Regions from separate parts of the Mus musculus genome. Here all the other regions are linked to region 1. A link is a contact called in public HiChIP or PLAC-seq and promoter capture Hi-C data. All regions are on one chromosome and are shown on one strand. Each heading gives the region's core, a stretch centred on a gene start, on an enhancer-like site or on the middle of the called end of the contact. The rest is flanking DNA. Distances are from core to core; before and after follow the strand shown. Region 1 holds the start of 4930524J08Rik. Region 2 holds the start of A730035I17Rik (RIKEN cDNA A730035I17 gene). Region 3 overlaps Prkg2 (protein kinase, cGMP-dependent, type II).

Region 1 (4,286 bases), core at 970-3,469:
CTTTCTAACTTCAAAACTCAAGGGTAATAGAAAGCCTGCCCCAGTTACAAATTAACCATTTTGGTGCCTCTGTCCAAAGAACAGAATTCAGAAAGCAAAAACCAAAATGTTAAAAAAAAAAAAAACCTTAATTTCTTCAAATATTTAACATGTATTCCCTTCTCAAATTAAGCCACACATCGTTCAATATTAGTTCCATTTAATTAAATTCACTTCCCATCCCACCCTCAACTCCCCACTAAAGCCAGTACAACCATTAGCAGACTGCAGAGAATCAGCCTGAACTGAGATTTTCTTAAACATTATACTCCAAGTCCTTCTCCACTGTCCCAACACCCCTACAAATTTTATACTCTTAACCAGTAGTGGAAATCACGGGTTAAAATGACACCTTTCTAAAAACTCCCCACCAAAACTTTCTCCTGGTTATAGTGAAAAAAATTGCATACGCACAGCCCCACTATAAAAAGTATCGAAACCATAACTCAAGATCAGCAATCTGTAATGGGAACAAGAAAATCTAAGGACCCGGATCGAACCCCCTTTCCTTGTCTCCTGAATGATACTCAGCTCCCAAAGGCTGCATTTTAACATTATTAAAAGCAGCTTCTGGTGGCGATATAAGTTACTTCAATTAAAGGAAGCAAGTTAGTATTTTAAAAAAACCTGAAAAAAACTAATTCATTGACCACCACAGGATTTATTGCGTATTAAAGGGTGAGTGGGCTCCTTTGAACAATAGTGAGAGGGTGAGACTGAGAAGAAACCAAAACAGGCTCCTGGGCACTGAAAAGGCGGGAGAGAGATGTAAAAAATGTAGTTGCACAGACTAAATAAGGAAAGACTACAATCTGTACAAATAGGCAACCCAGAATCTGAGGGCGCGAAAAGGGTGCATAGAGAGAATAACTTGGCAGAATGGGGGAAGGGCAACCGCAGGCGGGAGGTGGAAGAGCCCCAGTCAAGTACAGGCCCCATCGACCAGGAAGGACTTAAATGGAGCCCGCGGAGCCACACCAACGCGCCAGCAGACCAGGGACTTTGGCAGGCCCGGTCTGTCTACAGCACAAACGCAGGGCCTGTAGGAGCGTGTCGTGGTGACAGCGTAAAGTGGACAGAACGAACGAATCCTAAGACGAAAACTATTTAAAAGCAATGGCCTGCGGCCGACGCGGGAGAAAAGAGAGGTGGACAGCCTACAGCTTTCCCAAAGCAAGAGCGTGTCAATAATCGCACCGTCTCGGGGGCGAGGGCGAAGCGCCCGACCAACCTTGGCAACCCTGGTAAAAAGCTTTTCTGTGCGTTTGCATTTTTAAGCCTAAGAGGTTAGAAATCCGGGAGACGTGGGGGTGGGGTGGGAGGGTAAGCTCCGACAGGCGGGAAAAAATCCTGGCGGCCACATCGGTGGGAGGAGACCCGCGGCGAGGGAGGAAAGAGGGCGGGCCGCGGAGTAGCATGGTGACGGCTAAAGGTGGAAACGTGTGTGATGGGGGAGGGGGCGAGCAGGCAGGGAAGGAGATGCAGGCCCGGGGGGGAGCCCGAGGTACAAGAGGGGCGGCCGAGGGGGCGACTGCACTGGGGCCTGCGGGCGGGCGGGCGGTCGCGGGAGCGAGGCCTAATGGCGGGGAGGGGGAGGGGGCCTGGCGAGCGGCTGCCCGGGGCCGCCCCTTACTCACCCTTCATCCTCCTCGTTCTTACTGGCGTCGATCTTGGCTCCCTCTGCCTCGGCGCTGCCTCCTTCGGTGCCTCCGGCCGCAGAGCCGCCGCCGCCGCTCCCGCTTCCCGCCGCCGCCGCCGGCCCCTGCGCCGCCGCCGCCACCATGGCTCCCTCCTGCTCGCCCGCCGAGCCGCCTACCGCCGCCGTTGCCGCCGCCGCCGCCCCGTCCCCTCCGAACTGCTCCTCCGACATAGTGCTACTGCCGCCGCCGAAGACGACACCCGCCGACGCCGCCGCCGCCGCGAACCGAAACTAGCAGCAAAGTAATCCCCGCCGCCGCCGCGCGATGCCCGCTCTACCTCGCGAGGCACCCTAGACAAGGCGCGCGCGTGGCTGCAAGGGCTCCTGCGCCTCTCCCCGGCCTGCCCCCCTCGCCTCCCACTCTCGCGCAGCGCGCTCTCTCGCTCTCCCCGGCTGCACTGAAAAAAAAAAGAATGAAGTAGCAGCGGCGGCCACTCTCGCCTCCTCCTCGCTTTAATGGCGCCGCCGCGGACCACCTAAAATGGCCGACGGAAGAACGGCGCGTCCCGGTCACGTGGCTCCGGAGCGCGCCCTTTGCGCCTCCCCCGCCCCCGTCCACCGCTAGGCCCCGCCCCCCGCGCAGGCCCCGCCCTCCCCGTCCCTTTCCGACTGGCTCTCACGCCCCGCGGTCGCGCGGCGCGGGCCTTTAAAGAGGACCGGAAGTGGCGTGCGCAAGAGGGGCGCGCGGGTACCATCGAGAACAAGGAGCGCTGGTTCGAGGGCGCGGCTAGAGAGGCCTCCCCCGCCCCCGTCCCTTGGCCCCGCCCTTCCGCGGATTCCTGGAGTCACCGGCCGCTCCTCGGCTTTGGTTGGCAGGCGCGGCCGACCTGGAGGGGTGTGGTTCGTCCATCCCCAGCGGAGACTTCGTGGAGGCTGCCCTCAGGGAGCCACGGCTGTGGGCCCCGGGACCTGCGTGGGGCAGCGGGCCGCGCCTGTGCAGTGCTCCGCCGTCCCTGCGCCGGGTGACATTGAGGCTCCGCCGCGGCGCTGTCCAAAGGCGGCTTTGATGGTCGAGGCTGCCTCTTCTCAGAGTTGCTTCCCTAGTCTTAAGCTTTGCCTCCGTTATTACAAGAGCCTAACGCCGGCCACGATTCTTTGAAGTCACTATGGATTGGGAAGTGTATGTATTAAGGTCGACTCCAGGGCTCCTTTTTTTTTACGAGTTACAGTCCTTGTATTAAACAGGATATATAAATGTCATGAATCATCTTTACGAGGTTTCTGGGTTTGTGGTGTTGAGGTGGCGATTTTATAAAAAGAAAAAAATGAAACGCCGTTAGGCGTGTGATTCACGATTTTAAAATTAATCGCTAAGAAACCTATTGGAATTCCTACTCAGGAGTTAGACTTTGAAGCTTCCTGCAAGACTTAGAAGAAAATGGAATTTCTGGTTTGGTTTGGTTTGGTTTGGTTTGGTTTTTTTTGTCGTCAACCACTCGACTGCTTAGTAAGTATCCAGTTTCCAAACAGGGTTTGGAGAAGTTTACAAAAGACAGCATACAGGGACAGGACTTCAGCCCAGCTAATTAGGTACACGCTGTAATCCCAGAACTGTGATCCCAGAGAAGGGAGGAAGGACTGTTGAGGCCAACCTGGCATTACCCCTTAGCAAAACACATAAAAAAATTTTAAATAAATGCTTCCCATGGTGTACTTTAAGTCAATTTACAGTAACTGTACATAATCTGAAAATCCCAACGATTAAAACAAGATTTATCACTACAGTTTGTTACAGAATCCATAAAATGAAAGAATATGCATCAAATAGTGGAAATGTCTTCAACATTGAGCAAATCACAGACAGGCAACCACCAAGATGATTGGCGAAAAAGAAGTGATTCCACGTTTTTCTTTACCATCCAAAAATACTGACCAAATAAGATGACTCAAGTCAAATATTGCAGGTTGGCAACAACTTGGATGAACCCGAGGTTTTTATTTATCCTATGGATTTAAATGATGAGCCTTTTAGAAAAACTGGTTGTAGTGGTTTAGAGATTGGTCCCAAAGGCTCCTATGTTTGAATGTTTTAGTCACCATGCCATGGAACTGTTTGGGAAGGATTAGGAGGCATGGCTGTGTTGGGAGATGGTATTCATGGAATTTGCTTTGAGGTTTCAAAGGCCATACCAGGCCTTTCTGCCTGCTGCCTGTGGATCAGGATGGAAAGCTCTCAGCCCACAGGTCATTGCCTACCCTGCCTGCTTCCCACCATGCTGACACTGGACTACCCCTCTCAAATTAGAAGCAAGCCCCCAACCAAATGCTTTTCTCTTACACATTGCATTGGTCCTCACAACAGTAGAACAGTAACTAAGACATCATTTTACCGAAAAAAGTTTACTTTAATTCACAGGCAGCCCTGTCGCTTCTGGAATTTGAGTGTTACTCAAGAGTTCCTCACACTAAGGCCTACGTGCCTTGTTTTGTTTTCTTTTTTGAGACAGGGTCTGTAACCCAGGCTGGCCTGGAGATCACTGTATAGCCTAAGGTGGCCTCACACTCTGGGCAGTATTCCTGCTTCAGCCTCAGGAATGCTGAGATTATA
Region 2 (4,286 bases), core at 655-3,154, 1.8 Mb before region 1:
TTCATCATGAAGTAAAGCTGTTAGTCCTTCATGTCAGTTAGGAAGATGGGCGTGAGTGCCATAGAATAATTACTAAGACCCGAACTTGCCTTTTACTTCTGAAACACGGGAAATTTCCTCTCCTTTTGTCATGTGAGGTAACTGAAAGGGAGATTCTAAAGAGGCTACTCTGTAAGACTGACCCAATATTGCAAAGGATGGCCACTGTGCCCATTGACCACAAATGCAGGGATGCAGTTCGACTTTGGTCAACTTTTGCAAACTTGGTTTCAGATAATTGTTTGGAAAGAACAAAAGCCAGACAGATGAAATATCTCTGGTTTCTCTGGTTGCCGTCTTTCACGTGGATCCCTCTCTTCTTGTCTTTCTTAAATACTGTAGGTAGACACTTCGGCGGCAAATGGTTCCTCAGAAGGTCTCATGTGGCTGCGGCTGGTCCAATCAGCCCGAGATAAGGAAGAACAGAATCTCGAAGCTTATATAAAAAATGGACAGCTGTTCTACCGCTCTCTCCGCAGGATTGCCAAAGATGAAGAGTTACTAGTTTGGTACGGGAAAGAACTGACTGAATTGCTCTTGCTCTGCCCGTCTAGAGCTCACAAAATGAACGGTAGGTTGGCTCGGGTGCCTGGGCTCACCTTGCACATCATAGGGTGGACGAAGCTTCTGAGGTGTTGTCCCGAATGGAACTAGGACAGAAGGGGAAGGAAAAGTTGGGGAGCGTTTGACTTAGTAAATGCACAAATCAAGAAAGTAAGTTGCACCAAATAGGATAGTGTATTCATTTTTTTGGGCACTCAGCCCAGAAAGATAAAGTGGATTTGTTATGGGGAGGATGGCTAAGTGGCCTAGGGGCGATGCTAACTAACCATGTGGGGTGTGTGTGTGTGTGTGTGTGTGTGTGTGTGTGTGTGTGTGTGTGTGTGTGTTTGCTCACTAAGCAGGGTCGTCTCCTTACACATGCCTGGAATGCAGCCAACGTTTCCAGTTTGAGTTCCCCTATGTGGCACATCTGCGATTCCGCTGCCCCAAGAGACTTCACAGCACTGATGCGAATCCCCAAGACGAGCAAGGGGGCGGCTTGGGCACTAAGGACCACGGCGGCGGCGGCGGTGGTAAAGAGCAACAGCAGCAGCAACAGCAGCAGCAACAGGAGGCGCCGTTGATCCCGGGCCCCAAGTTCTGCAAAGCCGGCCCCATACACCACTACCCCGCGTCATCCCCGGAGGCGAGCAACCCGCCGGGCTCCGCGGGTGCCGGCAGCGCCAAGCCGTCCACGGACTTCCACAACTTGGCTCGGGAACTGGAAAACTCCCGGGGAAGCAGCAGTTGCGTAGCGGCCCCGGGCGTCGGCAGTGGCGGCAGCGGCCACCAGGAGGCGGAGCTGAGTCCCGACGGCGTCGCCACCGGCGGCTGCAAAGGCAAGAGGCGGTTCCCAGAGGAGGCGGCGGCGGAGGGCGGCGGCGCGGGGCTGGCGGGCGGCCGTGCGCGCTTCTCCGAGAGGCCGCTGGCGACCTCCAAGGAGGAGTTGGTGTGCACGCCGCAGCAGTACCGCGCCGCCGGCAGCTACTTCGGCCTGGAGGAGAACGGCCGGCTCTTCGCGCCGCCCAGCCCGGAGACTGGCGAGGCGAAGCGCAGCGCCTTCGTGGAGGTGAAGAAGGCGGGCCGCGCGGTGGGCTTGCAGGAGGAGGCGGCGGCGACAGACGGCGCAGGGGGCACGGCCGAGGACCCCGACGCGGGAGGCGGTGTCGCCGGCGGCGGCAGCAACGGCTCGTCCACCCCCGCGGCGGGGTCGCCTGGGGCCCCCGAGAAGTTGCTGGCTCCGCGTCCCGGAGGCTCTCTGCCCGGACGGCTGGAGGGCGGGAGCCCCGCGCGCGGCAGCGCCTTCACCTCGGTGTCGCAGCTGGGCGGCGGTGGCGGCGCGGGGACCGCGGGGACTGCGGGGGGCTCGGGGGGCGGCCAAACGGCCGCATCGGACGAGCGGAAGAGCGCCTTCTCGCAGCCCGCGCGCTCCTTCTCGCAGCTGTCCCCGTTGGTCCTCGGCCAGAAGCTGGGCGCTCTCGAGCCGTGTCACCCGGGAGACGGCGTGGGTCCCACCAGACTCTACCCGGCCGCCGCCGATCCGCTGGCTGTGAAGCTGCAGGGGGCAGCGGACCTGAACGGAGCCTGCGGGCCCCTGGCGAGCGGCGGTGGCGGTGGCTTGCCCAAGCAGAGCCCCTTCCTCTACGCCACCGCCTTCTGGCCCAAGAGCTCGGCTGCGGCGGCAGCGGCGGCGGCGGCCGCCGCCGGGCCCCTGCAGCTGCAACTGCCCTCCGCGCTCACCCTGCTGCCGCCCTCCTTCACTTCGCTGTGTCTGCCCGCGCAGAACTGGTGCGCCAAATGCAACGCCTCCTTCCGCATGACCTCCGACCTGGTGTACCATATGCGGTCTCACCACAAAAAGGAGTATGCCATGGAGCCCCTGGTGAAGCGGCGGCGGGAGGAGAAACTCAAGTGCCCCATTTGCAACGAGTCCTTCAGGGAGCGTCACCACCTGTCCCGGCACATGACCTCGCATAATTAATTGTTGCGTAAAAGACTCCGGCTTTCCACGCGTGTGCACGCACAGTCAAGCCACCTGCAGGAGCAGACACGCGAGGATGACATCCACCACTACCTTATGCCCCCAAACACTGCAACCAAACACGTGCACACACAGGTCCCTCCCCTCGCCAGGAGCCTCATCATCCAAATGTTTAATTTCACACACACACACACACACACACACACACACACACACACACACGCACGCACGAACGCACACACGGACGCACGCACACGATGCACAGGATGGTGGATTTTGGATTGGGTGGGTTGTTTGAGCGGGGTTTTCTTTTGAATGCACGAATTTTCACTTTCCCAAAAACAAAAGTACATTTTTAAAAAAATGTCATATATTGCAACATATTGATGCATTTGTCATACGTTTCTACTTAAATTATTAAGCACTTATGGTTTAGATGTAATAATTATATGTAAGGACAAAGTTTATTTTAGATATAAAGTAATGGAGGAAGAGGAGATGCGTTCTGCATTTCCTGATGACAGCTGTGTTCTTACAAAAATAAACAAAATGGATAAAAAGGGGGGCGCCATTCGGTTTAAGTTTCCAGGGGGAAGTGCATGTATCATGAAATGATTATGGACTTCAGTGAAGAATGTCATCAATGATGTAAATATGTATTCCCTTTTAATACAAAGTGTAATTTTGTGCCAGTGACATGGAGTCTGAATAGTTATGTGTTTCTTCTATCCCTAAGAGATTTATTAAACGGTATAGTTTATCCAGGTATGTTGGATGCTTTGACAATAAATAACTATTTTCCTCAAAGCAAATATTTGGAAAGTTTACAAAAAATATTTTTAGGTCAGTATAATACTTTGGATAGTTGATGCCTTTTCGTTGACTCCTTGAAAAGAAGCAAGGAGACCACAGCTTCCTCTGCAGGTATTAACTACAAGCCAGTTTTGAGCCTAAGGGTGTTGATTGTCACTTGAAGATTCTCTATCTGAAAGGTGTTGGGTTTAAGGATCAAGGACAAATCACTTAGGTGCAGTAATTGCCATACAGGTTCCCTGTCAGAACTTTGTAGGTGTCTCTTCCAGAAGGAAAAGAATTACTCTCCACATAAGTGACCAATCTGCATTTTTTAAGCCCACTTTAGGATCTAGTAGTGATACTTCCCCCAAGGGATGTCCTACATTCTAGAACTTCAAGCTTCCTATCATCCATTAAGGACACATAGAGAATCTATCAAGTAATACAATTTGAAAGACCGAGGTTTGCTGATGGTATATCAAAGGCCTCCGTGTCCACACATGTCTATCTGGGAGTGATCCTGAGACAAAGATACCGAGGAACCAACTGGTTCTTTATGAAAAGTCGCTGTCATCTTGGCTTCTGACTTCAGTTCTTAGAGAACATCATGTTTGTGTCTGGTGTACACTGAAGCCTCTACACTAAAAACCAAATGACCAATGAGCCTTCTTTGCAGCAACCTCACCCCCACCAACACACACACACACACACACACACACACACACACACACACACACACACCTCTCTCTCTCTCTCTCTCCTTCCCTCCCCTCCCCCCTCCCCCCATTGAACCCTTAACTACACCTCCCTTTTTGTTGATTTCCCCCTTCCATGTGAAGGATGCTTGTGGAGAGATCTCTAGTGGGAACTTCACACATGTCTTCATCTCAAGGCTTTTCAAAAACTTTCCCTAAAGGATTTTGAAGCC
Region 3 (4,286 bases), core at 898-3,397, 1.0 Mb before region 1:
GACCTATACATCAGCTGGATACCAGACATGGTTAGTTGGGAAGAGGGAACCTCAACTGAGAAAGTGCCCCCCACCCTCCGATTAACCTATGGGCAAGCCAGTAGGCAGTACCCTCCACGGCCTCTGTATCAGTACCCGCCTCCAGGTGGCTGTGTTGATTTCCCTGGATGATGGACTATATATAAGCTGTGAGATGAAATGAGCCCTTCCCTCCCCAGGCTGCTTTTGACCGTGGTATTTATCACAGCAAAAGAAACCCTACCTAAGACACCTGGTTATTCTGCACATTTATATGTTTATGTCAGCAACAAGGAAAATCAGTTACCTGTGTTTCTTAATGTCGTTGATCCCGTTCTTCAGATTTCCCAGCCTTTCTGTTGGGTTTTGCCTAAAATGATTGATGGGAGAAGTTAACAACAACAACAACAACAACAACAACATACAAGTGGTTTTAGAAAAAAGAATAGTGCTTGTGTTTAAATTCATTTACTCAATAACTTTCATCAGATCCTACTGCAGGCCAGCCATTTGACCACAGGGAGAAAACAAAATTATGGTCCTTCCATGGAGGAGCTGCAGCTGAGTGTCTGGATTCATCTATCTGTTCTCTGCATGAGCTGTGGATAGACTTGAATAAATACTAGCTTGCAAACTTAGTTGCAAATGCTGCTGAGAAAACTGGGAAATGTGTTAGGATTTCATTTACATCCAAGCTGCAATCTCAGAAGTGTGTAGGTATTCCTATTTGCAAATCCCAAACTAGGTTTGATGTTTTTGATTTACTAACTTTATATGCTTTAAAAACATCTCCAAAGGTGGGACAGGGGCACAGCAGTGCATTGGAGTTTGGGCCAAACAAAACAAAGCTCTAGAAGTCTCCAATGTTTCTCTGAAAATTGATGTTTTCGATAGTAAGTCAAAGGCTGAAATAATTTAAAAGAAGACTGGAAAAGTACATTTTCTTAAAGACTACGAAGGGGCTGGAGAGATAGCTCAGTGGGTGAAAACATTGACTATTCTTCCAGAGGACTCAAGTTCAAGTCCAAGCACCTGTAGAGCACTCACAGCTGTCTCTAACTCCAGCCCCAGGAGACACAACAATGCCCTTTTTTAATTTCTATGGACATGCACATGGTGCACAGACATGCATACAGGTAAAATACCTATAAACACAAAATAAAAATAAATAAAAATCTTTTCTTGAACTCTGTTAAAAAACAAAAAGGAAAGAAGACTACTAGGGAGCTGGAGACACAGCTCAGCTCCATGGTCAGGGGAATTTGCTGTTTCTCCTGAGGACCTGTAATGGGTCCCCAGCATCTACACGACAACTCACAACAGTCTATAACTCCAGTTCTAGATATGATGACATCGCCTAGCCTCTGAAGGCACCAGGCATGCACCCGTGCACAAATACACATGCAAAAATATTTTCAAAAATATTTAACTTAAAAACTTTCTTCAGTTACAACAGCAACATAAGATGTCCAAGTACTGAACGCACAAACGTAATTGCAAAACATCTCCGCATTGCACGGGGAGCAGAAGCCTTCACACTTCCTCTGTGGCCCATGGTCATTCTCACCTGCAAAGCCTCCGGATCAAATCCTCAGGGCGCCTTGTTATCTTTCTGGGGAAATCCATTTTCTCGATTCCCTTGAGAATCAAATTGTAGGTCATCATTTGGTCTATCCCAGAAAAGGGAGGGCTGGAGAAGACACAAAATAAGACGCACTTCAGAGAGAGTCTTGTGGGGCTCCTCTTTTCCTACTTCTCTTTCCACTCCGGTTCTGTTCTCTGACCCTCCCTCTTAGTTACTTTACAACAAATTGGGGTATATTGTGGAAAGCCTTTAATCAATTTCCCATCACTTAAATAACCCCTAAAAGGAGAAGACAGAAAGGGAGGGGGTGTGATTTTCTTGTGTGTGTGTGTGTGTGTGTGTGTGTAAGAAGGTGAGTAGGAAAAGCCTCCTTTCTACGCTGACAAAGGAGAAGTCTGAATGGACAGAGGGAGCCAATGAGACACAGAGTTGTCTTGTTTGAGATCACTGAGTTCTGAGACAGGAAGTACAAAGGAATGTGTCGGGAGTGGGCAGGAGTGGGCAGTAAATGGTAGAATGAGTAAGCTTCCAGGGACGCTGAGAGATTACCACAGCATCCTGTGTATCCCGTGGGCTACAGTGAAGATCTGGGCATGGATCTGAGTCAGTGGTAGAACTTACAGCAACTTGAGTCATCTTTTTTAATACAAGAAATAAAGTCCAGTATGGGGTGAGGCTGGCAGGCTGGCGGTGGGAAGCTGTGCTGAAGATATTGAAAGAGACGTGGCTCTATCTAGTCCATGGACTGTACTAATTATGTCTCTTTGTCAGATTTATATGTTGGAACCATAATCTTGAAGTGATGGGATTTTATAAAGTTAATTAGGTTGAGAGTGTGCCTATCAATGAATAGGATTGGTGACCTTCTAAGACAGGAGTCTGGCTGGCCATCTTTTTCCTAGCGAGGATCCTATAAGTCTACAACTAAAAGGGAGTCCTCACTAGAGCTCAACTTTTTGCTGAGGCTTCCAGCCTCCCAAACTGCAAGAAATAAATGAGCTTTAAAAAAAGTCACCAGCCTATAGAATTTTGTGATATAGCCTGGCCTAAGACTAATGATAAAACTAACAGGATTTGCCAACGTAGTGAATGTGGTGGGGAAGAGAGAAAAGAAATTCAAGAATGATTCCTGGCCACGGTGCCCACTGAATAGAACTATTTTCCCTAAGATGGACAAACTAGGGACGAGGCAAGTGCTATAATTTGGGTCTAGGCTAGTCCCCAGAGGCCCCGGTCCCCAAGCTGTGTCATAATGGAGACGTAACAGGAACTTTTCGGAATGAGGCCAGAAGAAAGGCCATTGGAGAAAGGACCTTAACTGGAATATTGAGATGTTCGTCTCTTCCTCTTTGTGTTCTGGCCACCTCATAGTGACAGACATCATTTGCCGCATGCTCTGTCATAACGTGCCATGTTCCCAAATCTACAGGGTCAGTGATTCATAGACTGAAACAAGGAACCAGAATACATCTTTTCTTACTTCTAAGTGACCTCAGGTATTTGGTCACAGCAATGGAAAGTCACCTGACTCAGTGTTGCTGCAGCTAGTCACCGGGGAAAGGACCCTGGCTATGTTGCAGAGCCATGTGGACCTGAGAGGCAGGCCATTGGGTTTATGGGCCTAACATTGAAGAGAAACACTAGGAAGATTAACTTGGTCCATCTCATCATCTCATAAGGTTTATGGTTGTAGGACTTGAGGATATGACGCAGTAAGTGTTAGGTGGAAAAGAGGTCAAGGACTGACTGGTTCAATGTAACTATCAGGAAAATGAGAAAACTCAGAAATGAGTACAGAGATGGGGCTATCACGGTAAGATGAGGAGGGAGAGGCAGGGCCTGTAAAGCACCGAAGAGAATACTTCAAAGACTAGTGGGGTTTAGATGTAGCCACCAAAGTGGGGCAACATTTTAATTTGTTTATCACTTTGATTCCTAAAACATTTTCATGTCTGGGCTAGTACACCATTTAAAATTTGAAGATTAAAAAACACCTAATTACTCTGTTGTTTAGCAACTATGGCTGTACTACTTGGAAACCAACTGTCCTCACCTTTGGCACAATAAAATAAAATAATAAAGCCTTAGAGCAAAGGTAATGCATTGAGTTTCAAGTAACCTCTGATTCCACTGTGAAGAAAATGAAGCCAGAGGCAAAGCCATTGGTTTGGCATCTTCAATACACAGAGATGCATGCACGAGCATATTTACAGCCTTGTTATGATTCTCATGGTGTTCTTTCCCTGACAACCTGAAACACTGGATCAGAGAATTAAAAATGGACTTTCTTCTGCCCTGAAAATGCCTGGCAAAATATCTCCCTAACTTCTTTATGATGGTTTGAGGCCCCCTTAGCAATTCCAAGTTGCTGTCCCTTCTCTCCCTCTGTTATTTCCCCAATTTATTTTGCTGTTCTGCATGACACATTTCTCAGGTGACAAAGATCCACATGTATTTTCCAGAAGCTCCAAGAACCACCATGCCAGTAACATTCCCTTAGACATCTCTAAGATGAAGGAATAAATATTGGAAACAACACAGGGTTCGCACACCTTAAACAATCTGCTCTTCTCCATGACTACCTGGAAAATTCCATCCTTCCATCTCACTCTTCCATCATGACTATCTGAACATTGTTAATAATGATTCAGCTAAAATGCAGATTTTCAAATCTGTTTCCCCA

The links. Promoter capture Hi-C pulls out the DNA fragments that hold promoters and counts their contacts. HiChIP or PLAC-seq counts read pairs in DNA pulled down with a chosen protein or histone mark.
Region 2: a promoter capture Hi-C map of hippocampal neurons shows a contact between it and region 1, with 8 times the contacts expected there. The contact joins the promoter of A730035I17Rik here to the promoter of 4930524J08Rik in region 1. A contact is called at or near these places in 1 of 39 promoter capture datasets (hippocampal neurons) and 1 of 115 datasets of contacts at active chromatin or transcription factors (astrocytes).
Region 3: an HNF4G HiChIP or PLAC-seq map of pancreatic cancer cells shows a contact between it and region 1. The contact joins the enhancer-like site here to the promoter of 4930524J08Rik in region 1. A contact is called at or near these places in 3 of 39 promoter capture datasets (the 3T3-L1 cell line and hippocampal neurons) and 2 of 115 datasets of contacts at active chromatin or transcription factors (embryonic forebrain and pancreatic cancer cells).

What each region holds. Positions count from the first base shown.
Region 1 is chr5:99,976,716-99,981,001 of GRCm38.p6, forward strand. 4930524J08Rik reads left to right here and starts at 2,220. Exons shown (of 2, transcript XM_030254981.1): 1 at 2,220-2,237; 2 at 2,322-2,951. The coding sequence starts at 2,220. The coding sequence ends at 2,837. It overlaps Hnrnpd (heterogeneous nuclear ribonucleoprotein D), which reads right to left and starts at 2,223. Exons shown (of 9, transcript NM_001077265.2): 1 at 1,677-2,223. The coding sequence starts at 1,909.
Region 2 is chr5:98,184,080-98,188,365 of GRCm38.p6, forward strand. It overlaps A730035I17Rik (RIKEN cDNA A730035I17 gene), which reads right to left and starts at 1,905. Exons shown (of 3, transcript NR_153823.1): 1 at 965-1,905; 2 at 639-689. Prdm8 (PR domain containing 8) reads left to right here. Exons shown (of 4, transcript NM_029947.2): 3 at 382-610; 4 at 945-3,369. The coding sequence ends at 2,563.
Region 3 is chr5:98,941,829-98,946,114 of GRCm38.p6, forward strand. It overlaps Prkg2 (protein kinase, cGMP-dependent, type II), which reads right to left. Exons shown (of 19, transcript NM_008926.4): 16 at 1,586-1,708; 17 at 326-388. Among named protein-coding and RNA genes, the nearest start is that of Gm42123, 53 kb to the left of the region's middle. Within about 2 kb of position 2,148, at least 46 of the 459 cell types and tissues checked have an H3K27ac peak or open chromatin away from gene starts, as enhancers often do. A contact at or near this core is called in pancreatic cancer cells, where this site is marked.